Regions from separate parts of the Mus musculus genome. Here region 2 is linked to region 1. Evidence: chromatin contacts called from public HiChIP or PLAC-seq data. All regions are on one chromosome and are shown on one strand. The core of a region is the stretch at or near the end of the contact, and the rest is flanking DNA. Distances in the headings are between cores, read along the strand shown.

Region 1 (2,700 bases), core at 135-2,634:
GTCAGTCTTAGATGGAGATTTGTTTAGCCAACTCAAGTTTGGGGGAAGGGCACGAGAGAAATTCTGGTCACAGCTTAAATCTTTGAGAATTGAGTTTGTATTTATAAGTAGTAGATTCAACTTCTCCCTTTCATGGAATAAGATACATACATCCCCATCTGTTTTTCATTACTTGGAAAAAGTCCAGGTTTTATCCTACAATTTGGCACAATAGTCCAGTTTGATCATAAAAGTCAACCCAGCACCAGTGTCAAGGAGACACTAGAGGATAGTAGGAGCTGTGACAAAGTCTATATGTAGTTCACAGCTCTTGGGAATGAGATGGAGGGTTACTCCATGAAATTTACAGGTCTAGCTGAACAGTTCTTCCTTTTACAACAGAGGTCAAAAAACATAGGGTGTTGTTGTTGTTGTTGTTTGTTGTTTTGGTTTTTTTATGATAATGTAAAAATAAATTGGAAAAGTTTTAAACATTGTAGATGTAAACAAAACCTATCTAGACAGCTATGACCTGTCTAGAAATGTCTGAGCCACTACTGAGAATTTACCTTGATAACTTGGTGGAAGTAGGAGGGAGACGGGGTGAATGAGTCAATCACACAATGTTATATAAGGTGGAGGAGAAGGTAGAACAGAGAAGTATATTAAAGTTCAGTTCTTCTAAAACTTGAGTTCATACGCTTTCTGGCTCCTCTTCAGGCTCTAATTATAAATTAATTGAGATCATTTAGAATTCTTATAATAACTTCACCTCTTCATGAAATCTAATATGGCAAACTTCATAAATATTACATTGTAGCTAAGATGATGTGGGTAGGCCTGAACTTCTCCAATTCCCCAGAATGTTACAAACACACTCTCATGGACTCAGATTTGGAGGTCAAGTCTGGTTGTATACTGGAGAGCAGGGCTTTTTAGAACTCTGGTAAATGTGGCAGATCATACTGAGTCTGTCTGGTCGACCCTAAGAATGTCCTGTTTCCTATCTCTGTACTGCTTGCTGTAGCTCTCCAGGTCTCACTTCCAGCATTCTGCATTTATAAATCCTCCGTGAATCTGACCTAAAAGAGCACACTTATAATCTTGTTTACACAACCCTAAATAAGTCAAAACTGCTACTTCTTAGTTGGTCCGGTAGTTGCCTATTGAAAGAGCAATTCAAATCAACATGAAGAGCCTCTCTTCTTCCCTGGTCCATTGTGTTGTAAAATCCAAAGAATCCCGAATCAGTAACTTTCTATGAAGCTCAACAACTAATATCCCTCCCTACTCTCAAAGCTGGGGAGAAAATAGTTTTTCTTTATCTTGACACTACATCCGTACAGTGGTGAAAGGGGAAAGGCTTTGGTCACTTGTATTGTGTAAGAAAGGAAGGAAGAAAAAGGGGCGAGGCAAATGGACACCAGAAAACAAAGTCAAAGCCCTCTGTTTCCTTGTTCCAGTGAAGCAGAAACACTGAGAGATGGAAGCCAAGTCCACATCCTCGCAGCAGAGACGTCAGCTTGCTGGTCCTGGGAGTCGGTGCTTTTACTTTTAGCATCCTGATGAGCCAGGCATTCGCTACAGAAATAAACCAAACGGGAGGCAACTGGTAGAATATTAGACTGTGTTTGGTCTGGCAGGAACTTCACACTTCCATCTCCTTCGTACCTCCTCTCTCATTTCCTAATCAAGTTAGGATTCGCTGAGATCAGAATTAAGTTTCTATTTCCTGAGCCAGTGAAAGCCAAGGGAGATGACTTAGCATTTGCTGGGCAAGGTGGTTATGACTTAACCAAGGAGAAGAAGGAAGGCAAAGAGGGACCTCAGGCACCCCAGATCTCAGCTAAACACATCTTCTGCAGTAGGAAAGAGCGAGAGACCCTGACCCAAAACTGTACCATCACCTCCATGACTCTAATTACGGGGAGAAGAAAATGGAAGACAGGATGATCTCCCAAACAGTGAGTCGCTAAATGTATGGTTCCTCAAGATGCTTTTTTGAGGAATGAGCCTGGGGTATATGGAACTCTGAAGAAAAAAAGGAGAGAGAGAGAGAGAGGGCACTCAGAAAGCATCATCAGAAGTTCTGAGGTGCACAGTATTACTAGTGACTACACAGGTGGCTCTAGCGCCCATCACTAACAGAAATCACCCAACTGTTCCCAGCCCCCAAATATGCATAAGCTAGTGCAGGCACAGTCTGGCTCTCTTATTTGTTTTCCCAGTGGGCTAGTCCTTGGACTTTGGCCTCTGCCTCTTCAGTAGCACACCATAGAGAAACTTCTGGGTCTGACTCCTACCAGGTAGACCTGTTTTATTTCCTGTCTATACAAATTCAGTACAACCCCCTTCACTTCCAACCCAATCATTAAAGATTGACTTCCCTCCAGCCATGACCTTCATCCCTGCCTCAAGTAAAGGAAAATACAACAGACATCAGTGGAGTGATGGAGTCCCATGTCAGATCCTGAGGACAGGAGACAAAACGAGATGAGAATTTTAATCCCAAGAAGCTTGGGGCAGATGAGAAGAGAACCACGAATTTATCCAAAATCCCCAGAGCTAATAAAAGGAAGAAGAAAGAAGAAGAAGAAGAAGAAGAAGAAGAAGAAGAAGAAGAAGAAGAGGAGGAGGAGGAGGAGGAGGAGGAGGAGGAGGAGGAGGAGGAGGAGGAGGAGGAGGAGGAGGAGGAGGAGGAGGAGGAGGAGGAAGAAGAAG
Region 2 (2,700 bases), core at 152-2,651, 130 kb before region 1:
CTTCCTGCCATGCTAAGCATGGATTAAATCCCTAACCCTGTAACCAAGCCCCTGCCCCTTATTAAATGCCATTTTTAAAACTTGCCTTGGTTACAGTCTCTCTTCACAGAAATAGAACAATAAGACAAATCTCATTGCCTTATTTTAGATACACGAAAAATCTTGTTTGGGGGAAGTTGAGTCAGCTATATGGCAAGTGCGGCCAGGGCAAGCACTTGAGCTTTAAAATGTAATCTGGGACCCTCTCCGGTTTGCACTGTCACCCTAGGCGTGTGAGAGATTTAAAAGAGAGAAGAGCATAGGTTTAGGTGAAAAGAAACTTGATTTAATCTAAAGACCCGGTGACAACAGCAGGTTAGATAATGTTCTTGATTCTCAGTTTTCCCATTTGTAAAATAACACTCAGAGATACTCTGCACTATTTATTTGATGACATTACTTGTCTCTCAAGAATAATGGGAATATGGCATTAAAATACAGGCCCTGACATGCACATACTTAGATTCACCATGCCTGGGTATCACTGCTAATTTCAGGGCTACCCTCAGCTCTTCCTCACAGACAAATTGGATATATATTTTTAACTTGCCAAAAATCACTGAGTCTTGGCTCAATTAAACTAGTACATCCAATGTGAGGAGGGATTCCAAGGAAAGCGCGGCATTCCCTTCTCTCCTGTGAATACAACAGATTTGTAAGCCTTCCTTTGCTTTCTTGAGTCCCAAACAGAAACCGGCACAAAGGTCAGTTCTGTCTATTAGAGACATAAGAAAAGGCAATTAACTTTAGGGACCCTTGCTGAGGAATCGCAATCATGTTCAAATGTTCATTTGGATCTACCCAGCCAAGACTCACAAGAACAGAGTGCCTCCAAATTGAACACAGAGCCCCCCAAAATGCTAGGCAAACCCATCTGTTATTAGACGCGTTCTCACGCCCGGCCAGGAAAGATGCAACAGACCAGAATCTTCTGCGGCAAAACTTTATTGCTTACATCTTTGGGAGCCAGGAGAGCAAGCGCCCAGCGCCCAGCCCCAAAAACGAAAGCCCCTCCAAATAATTTTTAGGAGCCAGAGCTCCGGCGCGCCAAAGCGCAGAGCGTGCTCTATTGTTTACATCTTTAGGCAGCGAGCGAGCGCAGGGCGCGCAGAGCCAGAGAGATGCCAGCGAGAGAGAATGGCGGAAAACCCCGTCCCCTTTAAGGAGGAGTGACCCTTCACTTAGGACGCATCACTCCCTGATTGGCTGCAGCCCATGGCCGAGCTGACGTTCACGGGAAAAGCAGAGTACAAGTAGTCGTAAATACCCTTGGCACATGCGCAGATTATTTGTTTACCACTTAGAACACAGGATGTCAACGCCATCTTGTGACGGCGAATGTGGGGGCGGCTCCCAACACCCATCTGTGCTCCTTTAAAACTACAATGGTGCTTATAATCTCTCAAAGGAGCTGTCATGGCTCTGCTCAATACCACTGTCTTTAGTAAGCGATAGTCATGTTTAGAAAGAGAAGGGCCAGTTAATGTGTTTTCTTGTGAGCCTCTGTTTACTGGTATATCTTTGACATTCGTAAAAAGGAATTTGAGAGGAAAATACTCTTTACCTTATGGGATACTGGTCTTCTAAAGTTCTATTCTTTGATGGCTTCGTGTGTGTGTGTGTGTGTGTGTGTGTGTGTGTGTGTGTGTGTGTGTGTAAAATGTATTCCAGGAAATGTTTGTTCTTCATTTTGTGAGTAAAGAATCCTCCCACATGTTTGTTGTGACCTAATATTAATACATCATCTTAACCTATCTGATATCTCTGCTAAGTTTTAACATGCCTATAATTTATGAAAGGGTGAATTAAATTTTAAAAATCTGTTGATTTGCCTGCCTATCCCTGGAGTTCCATTAAGTTGCAAGGCATCCGTATGGTCATTGTATTAGGGTTTCTATTTCTGTGAAGAGACACTATGACCACAGCAACTCTTATAAAGGAAAACATGTCATTGGGGCTGGCTTACTTTTCAGAAGTTTAGTCCATTGTCATCATGGCAGGAAGCATGGCAGCATGCAGGCAGACACAGTGCTGAGGAAGTGGGTGAGAGTTCTACATCTGTATTCAAAGTCAGCGTGAACAGAGAGTGACATAGGGCCTGGCTTGAGCACCTAAAGCTAGTGACATACTGTATTGGCTGGTTTTGTGTGTCAACCTGAGAAAGCTGGAGTTATCACAGCGAAAGGAGCCTCCCTTGAGGAAATGCCTCCATGAGATCCAGCTGTAAGGCATTTTCTCAATTAGTAATCAAGCGTGGGAGGGTCCACAGTGGGTGGTGCCATCCCTGGGCTGATGGTCCTGGATTCTATAAGAAAGCAAGCTGAGCAAGCCAGTAAGAAACATCCCTCCATGGCCTCTGATTCTGCCTCCAAGTTCCTGCCCTGTGTGAGTTCCTGTCCTGACTTTCTTTGGTGATGAACAGCAGTGTGGAAGTATAAACTGAATAAACCCTTTCCTCCAGTAGTGGCTATTCCTGGTTGTCAACTTAACTATATTTGGAATGAACTACAATCCAGAATTGGAAGGCTCACCAGTGACCCTTATCTGGAGGCTGGGAGATAGAAGTTTCTGATCTGGATCTTGGTATGGAGACCTTGAGGCATAGTGGCTACAGATCCCAGAAGATTAAATCTCCGAGTTCAAGGTCATCTGGGATTAAAG

The links. HiChIP or PLAC-seq counts read pairs in DNA pulled down with a chosen protein or histone mark.
Region 2: an H3K27ac HiChIP or PLAC-seq map of microglia shows a contact between it and region 1, with 3 times the contacts expected there. The contact joins two enhancer-like sites. A contact is called at or near these places in 4 of 484 Hi-C or Micro-C datasets (the 63-12 cell line, LSK cells, Th1 cells and 1 more) and 5 of 115 datasets of contacts at active chromatin or transcription factors (the HPC-7 cell line, large pre-B cells, memory CD8 T cells and 1 more).

Annotation. Positions count from the first base shown.
Region 1 is chr10:99,466,410-99,469,109 of GRCm38.p6, reverse strand. All of the region lies in intron 1 of Gm34983 (a long non-coding RNA gene), which reads right to left. Among named protein-coding and RNA genes, the nearest start is that of Gm35035, 7.1 kb to the right of the region's middle. Within about 2 kb of position 1,384, at least 71 of the 459 cell types and tissues checked have an H3K27ac peak or open chromatin away from gene starts, as enhancers often do. A contact at or near this core is called in microglia, where this site is marked.
Region 2 is chr10:99,598,257-99,600,956 of GRCm38.p6, reverse strand. No RefSeq gene overlaps it. Among named protein-coding and RNA genes, the nearest start is that of Gm20110, 9.6 kb to the left of the region's middle. Within about 2 kb of position 1,401, at least 65 of the 459 cell types and tissues checked have an H3K27ac peak or open chromatin away from gene starts, as enhancers often do. A contact at or near this core is called in microglia, where this site is marked.